Linked DNA regions of Zea mays: regions 2 and 3 are each linked to region 1. A link is a contact called in public Hi-C data. All regions are on one chromosome and are shown on one strand. Each heading gives the region's core, a stretch centred on a gene start, on an enhancer-like site or on the middle of the called end of the contact. The rest is flanking DNA. Distances are from core to core; before and after follow the strand shown.

Region 1 (3,127 bases), core at 427-2,926:
AAAGTAATTAATCTCAAATGTTGCAAAGCATAAAAGTAGGGGGTTCTGGTAAAACTGCCAAGGTATTTCATACAAGTACAATTATTATGTCCAACTACATGGATGACTGTTTAGGTTCTTGCAAGATGAGCATGTTACAAGGTGAACAAGTGTCAATGTGCACAAAAAAAAATGTTGATGAACCATAGTCCATATTCATAGCATGTAAACAGCAAACCAACCAGAATAGAGATAGCATAATCCTTTAAAAAAGTAAGAGGAAAAGTGTCTAGGGCAACATGGGGATCAAGTCCAAAGTTAATTGAACAAAATGGTTTTATCTATATGATTGAATCAGGCCAATAATGGAACAATATTCTTGGGAACAGGATATACAACATCAACATTCATTTTATAATGAAGCAAGATCAGGCAAATTTGGTTCAACTTTCAAGAGCAGGACTGAGGAAGATAAGGCAGTATGTATAGTTATCACAGTTTAACAGTACATAGATGATATTACAGCCTGAACATGCAATTGAATACAGAAGAACTGCTAGGAAATTTTCAGATTGTCAACTGAAAGCAGAGGTGTGAGAGTCACGGAAAAGTACCGAACACAATGCATACACTTCTATGCAGAAGTAATCAAGAGTGTGGTGTCCAATATTGGTTATTAAGCAAAGTGCTTCCTCGTTCACTTAGTCAAAACAACCTAACAAACAATAAAGCAAAACTTATGAATACACCTTCATAATTCAGAGAGGAATTACCTCGCATTAATCCTAAAAGTGGCAGGTAATGGCTTCCGGAGCATGCTCATGAAGCTATCCCACTCTTCCTCAGAAACAATTTGCTGCTCCTGCAAGACAAATACATGTGTCAAATTGACAAGGATTAGCAAAAAAATCCCAATCCAAAGTTTCCAAAATTATAAATCCAACTGAAAAGCTAAAAAGCTGCAAGAAATCTACAACATGCTAAAGAAGCTCACTATAAGCATAGTGCAAAAAAATATCTTAATACTACAAATTGCAGTATACCCGTACATTTGGCACTAACTCTTAGAGCCAGCTTTTGAGTTGAACTGGTATCAGAGAGAGACAAAGGTCTCCCCTTTATTTTCATGTTTGTGCCTTCGTCTCTGGCTGCACGGGAGTGGAGGTGCTGAAGTGTAGAAGTGGATTGACTACCTTCTAACAGCTTAAGCTCTGGCTCCACTCTAACGCTAACAAACACGTAGCTTAAATGAACACTATCAGCCCCTACCACGTCAACAAATCGTCATATAGGCAGCCTACATGAAGAGCAACCACCACCATCTAACTAGCATCGAAAGCTAGCAACACCCAAATGTCAGCTTGGGACATTAGATCGCAACAGGAAACAGGGCGTGATCTGAAGCAAGCGGCAATACCTTGTAGTACTCCTCGAAGGCTGGGTTCTCGGTAGCGAAGGGCTGCCACGAGGGATTGTCCTCTCGCGCCTCTCCTCCTTCGCCGGCGGGAGGACGCTGAGGGTTGTGCTTCCAGACGTTCTCGCGGCCCTGCTTGAAGTGGCGGCGCTGCGTGCGCCCGCGCTTCCGCCCGCCTCCCATCTTACCACTCTGTCACGCGCGTGCGCGCTCCTTCGTCCTCTCGGTGGCGGCGTGCGAAGAGAGACGACAGACTAGGAGGGGTTTACTTCTGAGTTCTGACGGTTTGAGGCTCTGAGGTTTAGAGCGGCGGCGCGGCGAGGAATGCGGATGCGGGTTGGGTGCGAGGGAGGAAAGCTGGGTTGGATCTCAGAGAGGCGGCGAGGGGCGCCAGCTGGGCTCTGAGCGGGCTGTATTGAAACTCAAGTCCGTCAGTACTGGGCTCGAATGTAGCCCGCTGACGAGAGTACAACGTATGTGTATGCTCACATGGCAATGGATACCCGAATCTGAATACCCGACGGGTTTTACCCGATATGAAGGCGGGTACGGGATAATCTCTTTATCTGTGGGTATGTTAATGGATAAAAACCTCTACCCGTTGGGTAGATGGGTACGGGTACGGATTGGTACTATCCTACCCGTCTATCCATAATAAAATATATCTGCATCAATACCACTATAACCATTTAATAGAGCGCATCTTAGCTAAAATAAAACTCTTCTCTAACTATCATTTGTCTAGATATCAAGTTATGTAATCATATGATTTGTTATATGTGAAGTTGAACTTGTCTTTTATGTTTATTGAATATTTTTGAGTGATTGATATATTGAAATTTAAAACTTTCCTAGCGGGTAAGGTTTACCCGACGGGTAAAACTACCCGCGCGGGTATGGGTATGGGTAAGATTTTATACCCGTGAGGGTAACCTAACTGGTAGAATTTTTTTGATAGGTACAGGTATAAAATGGTACTACCCGACAGGTATATACTCGTTGCATCCCTAATGTTGAGTGCTACGCATTCGTATGTGGCGGCCGGGGCGGTTTTATGATTCCTCCGCCGATCAGTCGCGGGGAAACTTTATTTTTATAGTAGATTTCTATTTCTCAAAGGAAAAATAAAATAAATTTTTTAAGAAAATAACCCTTAGGCTAGTTTGGCAATAAGATTATAAAAAACCTGGGAAAGTAATCCACCAAGGGGTTTTTAAATATCATATCAATTTCCTAGGAGTATTTTCCCCACTCGGGTGTACTTCCTTGCCACTGTTTGGCAACCAAGGGACTAAAAACCCCTTTTGAAACAAAATACTTCAAAGATCATAAAAATCAAATAAAATAAGAAATATTTAGAAAATTTAGAACACAATGAAACATCACTAAAAAATCTAAAAATTGCGCGACATGATCATCTAATATCCAACAAAGTTTAATTTGAATAACATCTAATATCCAACAAAGTTAATTCATCTGTCATCACATCACATAAGTTCATCTTCGTTCACATGTACAAATAGATGGAGTACAAGTCTCTTCGTTATAAACTTTGGCACTAGAATGGATTATGAGTTTAACTCCTTTTTCACAACCTTCATGTGGACTGTCGTTGCATTTTCCTTCTCCATGTCAACTTCATATGTTGCTTCCACCTAGCACCCTACAATTAACACAAATTGGCACATAGTTTAATTTACTTGGTTACCCAAAAACTACTGGCACTTGCAATAA
Region 2 (3,127 bases), core at 300-2,799, 220 kb after region 1:
CCGAAGCGGCAACGCCACAGGCAGGCACCACCCTAGTGCCCGGCCGGACGGACGGCCGGGTTCCCTTCCTTCCTTCCTGCGCAGGCGGTGGCGCGGACGTACGGCGGAGTAGCGACGTAGCGTCGCTACCCCTTTGGCCCTTTCGTTCCGGTCCGACCCGGCCGCGCCGCGCACGAGATCAGAGGTGAAAACGCGCGCGCGGCCGCGGCAAGCCCGCAAGGGTTTCGAGCTGTTGGCAAAGGCGCGGGCTAGTTGTGTGTGTGCTCCGTGCAGTGCGGTGGCCGGGGAGCTCGCGCGTTTTCACGGTCACGGTCACGGTCACGGTCACTGCTCGCGAATCGCAAATTGCAGCCTTGCAGGAGGGGGCACTAGAGCACTAAGAGCAGGGAGCCAAAAGCGCCTGGACTTTTTGTGGCGATCGGTGATGAGTTGCATTGCATTTGCACCGGCCATCCACGCTTTCACTGTTGCGAAACGAACAGGCCGGCACGAGTTGCTAGCAGCAGCAGGCAGCTGTTGTCAAACTGGGGCAAGGGGGGGCGCTCTGGTCGAGATCACGGCGTGTATCGCTGGAGCGGGAGCGAAAGCTCCTTTTTTTGTTGTAATTTCCTTCTGATGTTTTCGAGAGTGGTGTTAGGTTTCCCATTATCTGCCACCGCTAGTAGGCTTTTCGGCAAGCAGATTTCGTGTCTGCCTCTCCATCACTTGTCACGATCGTATGTGCCGTGCTTCTGAGTCTCGGGTGGCTGTCGTCGTCGGGCTCGGGCATGGGTTTGGAAGGAGGCTCTTTGATGCCCGCCGGGGGCGCACCGCAACCGCGCAGAGTTTTAGTTGGTTGGAAGTGGAAGGTCCGAGTCGAGTCGACTCGACGCGCGCGTCCGCGCCTACGCTTTTAGGCACCTACTAGGTGTTGCATCGCCCTAGGCGACGCTGGCTAGCTATTATGTATGTAGTAGGAATACGTACTAGCGAACAACGATAGCGTGCAACCAGCACGATGAAAGATCGAATCTTGCAGCGGCCTACTACTACTACGTGCGCTAGCTACGGGAGTATGTTCTGTTGTGTTGCCGTGTCGCGCGCGTCGTCTTTCCAACGGCGTCAACAGCATCGCGCTCCTGCTTGCAGAGACGTCGAAACAGTTTCTGTTTCTCCTACTGGTGCATGCATGGAACAGATTCCCCCCGTGGGCGGTCGTCTCGTGCCCTGCCGTGCGCCCCTCGCGTCCGGCCACCACAGCTGCAGTGCGCATGGGGCGCGGGATGGGGGGTGAGTTGTGCGCGAGCACGACGCACGCGATGCGTCGGGTCGGGGCCAGGCCAGGATATTTCGGCGTCGCGTCGCACCAGCCAGCAACAGACAGCGGGAGCTGGGTTCGGCGTGGACCGGACGTACGTGGCGTCGCGGCACGGCACGGCACCCGTCGCGTCCGTGGGAAAAAAAAAGGGTGGAGGGGGGAAAAACACGGGTGCGTAGGGACCATGCCTTTTGAGTTGGTTATGATCAGGTGGTCCACCGGCTGGACCAGGCCCATTCGTCCCCGTCTCGGACAGTGCAGACGCGCAGGCGCAGGCGCAGGTGTAGGCACCGACGTGGTGGTACGGGGCCGGGCCGGGCCGAGGTGGTCGCTCGCCGCCGTGTCAAGGGTTTGCTGCGAACGCAAGGAATCATCCATCGGTTCTTTCGGCCGGCGCAATGTGACGCGTTAATGCTGTTGCCGGGCCTGGGGTCATCCATGTTGATCGTCGCCGGGGTGCGTCACGTGTGCGTTTGTGTGTGACATTCCCATTCGGTGCTCTTGCTTTCTCTCATTGTTGTCCAGTGAAACCGTCTTCCCTCCTAAGTTGCAAGCTGTAAGTTGGGAATTGTAGTTTGTTAGAAGCTGTAAAATGGAGCAAACATGTTTTGAGAGCCGCAAGGTTGTATGCTGCTTCAGACCTTCAGTGCAGCTGCCCAGCTTTTACAGAGCGGACCGTATAAGCGTCGAAGAGAAACATACTGCAGAAAATTTGCTAACAACTTCCACGGAACCGAAGAGAGAAAAAAAGGAACTGTACAACAGGGGCGTAATTGCCTGAGAGAACTCCACTGTGCTGACTGCTGACCACCTCAGCGAAAGCTAACCAGAGCGAGCAACGGTAGCTACTCTGCCCCCTCCTAACCATGAGCAGGAGCAATTCGACGAGTGCCAAACGATTTTTTGGTGATTTAGTCAGACACCGTCAGTACAGCCCCAAAATTTTGGGCCAATTCCCTGTATGCCACTGGAAAATATACTCATTCCTTGTATGCCACTGGCCCCACATGTCATAGACACCAAAAAATATACCTATATGCCACTCAGTGGCACACAAGGGATGAGTATAAAATCTGATGGCATACCAGGAATTTTCTCCAAAATTTTCCACCGAATGGTTCCAACAACTCCCCAGATTAACGTGTTGATCAGGGCTGTTATAAAACCCAGCCTGAAACACATCTGGAAGCCCGCTTGCCCAACAACTATACCCGGCTGCAGAACAAAAGTAACAGGTTAAAAAGCATACCAATCTCGAAGGGCTATCTATATATTCAAAAGAAGGCCCGCTTGCCCACTTAGAATAATAGATCTTATCCGTGGTAAGTGCTTTTTTTTCCCTTTCATTATTTTTAGTACTACCAGATCCCATGTGTGATTGCAGAGGGAGACCAAAAATTTTAATCGGCAGGGTTAGTAATTTGAGCTGAAGAAGAGCCAGCATTTTCAGGGAGAGGGAAAAAAAAGAAATTACCTCCAAAGTATACTGCAGCCTGCCCACTACTATAATGAGTGATTGCACCGAACAGATTTGTGTTAAATGCCAAAGCAAGTGCTGACAGCGCACGAGGAACACCGGCGGTTATATGCATAGCCAGAAATGCAGAGTATAAGGCTCCAACATGTCGAGTTTGGCTTGCAATTAGGTAGTGGATCAGAAAGTCGGAGTCCTCAAGAACACAAAATGCCACTGGCTAACTCTACGAGAACGATTCAAGCAGCTTGGCAACACAGCTTGACATCTAAGAATTGAGTTGTGCTGCCATTCCAACCAGAAGTCCAGAACCGCAAACCAAGCCAATGTATCCCATGCTGATTTCTCATTCAAGC
Region 3 (3,127 bases), core at 323-2,822, 140 kb after region 1:
CGCCGATGTGGTAGGTCTAGTGGTGCACCAAACTGGTCTAGTGAGTTTGACAGGTTGATAATTTTTTAGAACAATCACTAAACCAGCAGGGTGATAGAGGTCAGGTGTGCACCGGACCTGCTATAGTCAGAGGTCCGGTGCACTTGAAAACTTTGTAGATTTTGGAAGATTGTTCCAATGGCTATATGGGTTGTTAGAGGCTATAAATACAACCCTAGCCAGCACATTCAATACACAAGAGCTGAGAAATAACTCCAATACACTAGAACAACACTCCAGCAACCCGGCATAGAAACTCGGGGGGCTGCCTTCACACCTAGGCCACGGTTAGGTGACAGATGAATCCAGTGACATCTACAAAAAGAAATATTAAGACCTCGAAGGCTACACCTGACAGGTGTGCTCGCGCTCACCCATCGGAAACAAATCTTCCACTTCTTTGGGTTAAGAAGCATACCCGCACGGTGAACAGAAGAGTCTCCAAACCAGTGTCAAAACACTTCCTTAGAAGGCTCATAGGCTACTGTTGGGTATCGTAATTAAGGGTACCAAGGTTACGCCCCTAATACACGCTTAACCCCTAGACCACCATCAAGGCACATTCCCCAAGGGCGATGGATCATAAGCCGCACTTCACCTGAGGCCCCTCTCAGGGGTCACCATAACTCTGCCTCGCCCCAGCCTGCCCTCGAATAGGATGTGTTCTCGGGATAACCCTCGTCCGGTCGTCCCGGCCGAGGTCCCTTCTCTCCAGAACGGCAATCTCCGTCTCACCAAAGCCTGTCTCGGGTAAGAAAGACAAACCCAGGGCAAGACTCAGCCGAAGTCCACAAGAGACAGAAGCATTTAATGCACATACCAACCCTACGCAGGGCTGCAGGTGAACAGGAGAAACAAGATCGCGGACCTATCAAGCTTCACCAACTATGATGACGCATGCGACCACTGTTCCCACACGTCGTGTGCCAACCCTCGATTGGACATACAATATGGCAAGAGTACAGGCTGGCCCTTAGGCACAAACTCTGCCTCACCCGATGTAGACTCCGGCCTCGGAACAAGCTCCGCCTCGCCCGACCTCGGCTACCTGCTCCTCGCAAATCACGTAGGAGGCCACTCCTTCAACTATGGTGCGCACGTCTTCGAATCCTAAAACGAGCTCGATCGCGACCTCAGGCGGACTTCCGACTCGTCCGAGCCTGACTGTGACCTCGATATCCAAAACAGAAAAGGTACCCAACGTCACTATATACTGCAGAGCTGACGTATTACCAAGAGGCTTTTTGACATACTCAGTACTACATCAACCACTACGGCATAGCAACCCCTAGTCAGATCCAAAACCAAAGAGAAAATATAAAAATAAATATGGTACACATAATATCCATCTATATCCAATGCGACGATAACACGGCTCACGTAGTCACAACTCACAAGCAAGCGCCAGTGAGCTGAGCTCAGGCGCTCCGTGGAACGGAAGACGCTGGAGGACGATCCGGCCCTGGATCCATCTCTTGCTGCTAGCCCGCTCGGCCCCATGCGCCGGACGCTCGTGACTCGCGTGGTGCCAGGACACGGGGCGGTGGCGGCATGGATTAGTTTGGCGCTGAACTCCGACTGCTAGCCTAGCCAGTAGCCACTGCTTTCGCAGGTCGTCAAAGCTCGGTGGGGGCGGTCGATTCTCTGAAAGCATTAGGAAGGCGACCGGGCTGTACTTTTGTCCAAAGCTGACGCGCACTGTATCCACTACGGAGAAAAACCAGCCAAGAGCAAGTCAAATCAGACAGACGACGGACGATGGGGTGCAATGGAAGATAGATACACACAATACAACCAAAGCTGCTAGGCCCCAACTTTGTGATCGTGCCAAAGGGGGCGCTCGTTTTCTACGTCTACGTCGTGTTTTTCCCCCACAGCAACAACCAACCATATGCTCTCCGTGTCCGTGGACGTCTACTCCTACTCGTTTCTGAACGGCACGGTCTCAGGCTCTCAGCTCAGGTTGTTTGCTTTTTGGTACTGTATCCGTAACCAACCCCCCGCGGACCGATTTCGCTTCGGCCTGTGGACTTTTCGGCGGTCTTCGTTCCATTCATTGATCGACTTGTCCAGTACGTCAGTGCCGCCGTGCAAGGCGCGAGCAGGAGCCGAAAACGTCCACGGCGAGAGGCCACCTGCTCTCCCGTCTCCGGTCTCCAGTTTGAAGTGGTCAGCAGCAACATGGTCCAATCAGCGACGGCAATGGTACTTCACTTTGACGTTGAGAGTAGCGGAGCAGCATCAGCGTGTGGATCTGCCTCTTTTTTTTTTTAAAAAAAAAAGAAACGCGTGTGCATCTGCTGACGCAGAGAGATCGGACTTCGCTGCTCCGGCCCACGCCTTGAGCAATGGACCATCGCTGGACGCACGATTTTTCGGCCCGGTAACCATCTCCTGCGGATCGTCCCGTCTAGCTAGCAGCGCGATGTAGAAGAGGCGTCCCTGCCAAGCGAAACGGCGAAAGGAAAACTTCTGCAGTGGGCCAGATGGGCCCAATGTACGATTGACAGTGGGGCCAATGGACGCAGCGATAATCGTCAGGTGCTTACTGTTTAGGGAGCAACTTTTGCAGCATAGACGGACTAGTTTTGTGATCCTTGTTTCCACTTGGCCCATGGGCCCATTTTGGACTTACTATTTGTCCGTTTGAAAAGGACAACATGATTTGCTCGCTGTTCGAGCCTGACGCTTTGCTTTGCTAATCATCGAATAGCATGCCGCATGCGACATGCGTGACGCGTAGGTTTTGTGAAGGAAAAGCTTGTGGTTAGTCAACTGCTCCACTTTCCCCAGCTTGCCTCTGTTTTCCCCCTCCTACAAGCTGAGCTAGCATTTTATTAACGAGCTAGTTATGATGTATGCATAACTAGGATATAGAATCCAATAATTGATATATTTTGTGTGTTGTTCCTAGCTCTTTTTTTTTTGGTTGCTTCATCTATCTATAGTTAAACGGACGTGTCACTACCGTAGCCTAGTGTGGTTTGGATTTAGCCAATAATTGATGCATACAAATGGCTTGGTTTTGGCAATAATTACTATCTACTGTGATCGTACATCTTCTAGCTGTCGGATTTCTCCAGCAACA

Evidence for each region. A called contact is a pair of places that touch in the nucleus more often than the background predicts.
Region 2: a Hi-C map of leaf shows a contact between it and region 1, with 5 times the contacts expected there. The contact joins the enhancer-like site here to the promoter of LOC100272508 in region 1. A contact is called at or near these places in 2 of 25 Hi-C or Micro-C datasets (both in leaf).
Region 3: a Hi-C map of leaf shows a contact between it and region 1, with 5 times the contacts expected there. The contact joins the enhancer-like site here to the promoter of LOC100272508 in region 1. A contact is called at or near these places in 4 of 25 Hi-C or Micro-C datasets (ear, leaf, tassel and 1 more).

The regions. Positions count from the first base shown.
Region 1 is chr7:134,904,863-134,907,989 of Zm-B73-REFERENCE-NAM-5.0, reverse strand. LOC100272508 reads right to left here and starts at 1,676. Exons shown (of 15, transcript NM_001359732.1): 1 at 1,397-1,676; 2 at 753-841. The coding sequence starts at 1,576.
Region 2 is chr7:134,687,458-134,690,584 of Zm-B73-REFERENCE-NAM-5.0, reverse strand. It overlaps the pseudogene LOC103634181. Among protein-coding and RNA genes, the nearest start is that of LOC100272620, 33 kb to the left of the region's middle. Within about 2 kb of position 1,549, at least 19 of the 20 cell types and tissues checked have an H3K27ac peak or open chromatin away from gene starts, as enhancers often do. A contact at or near this core is called in leaf, where this site is marked.
Region 3 is chr7:134,763,231-134,766,357 of Zm-B73-REFERENCE-NAM-5.0, reverse strand. No RefSeq gene overlaps it. Among protein-coding and RNA genes, the nearest start is that of LOC118472972, 10 kb to the right of the region's middle. Within about 2 kb of position 1,572, at least 18 of the 20 cell types and tissues checked have an H3K27ac peak or open chromatin away from gene starts, as enhancers often do. A contact at or near this core is called in ear, leaf and tassel, where this site is marked.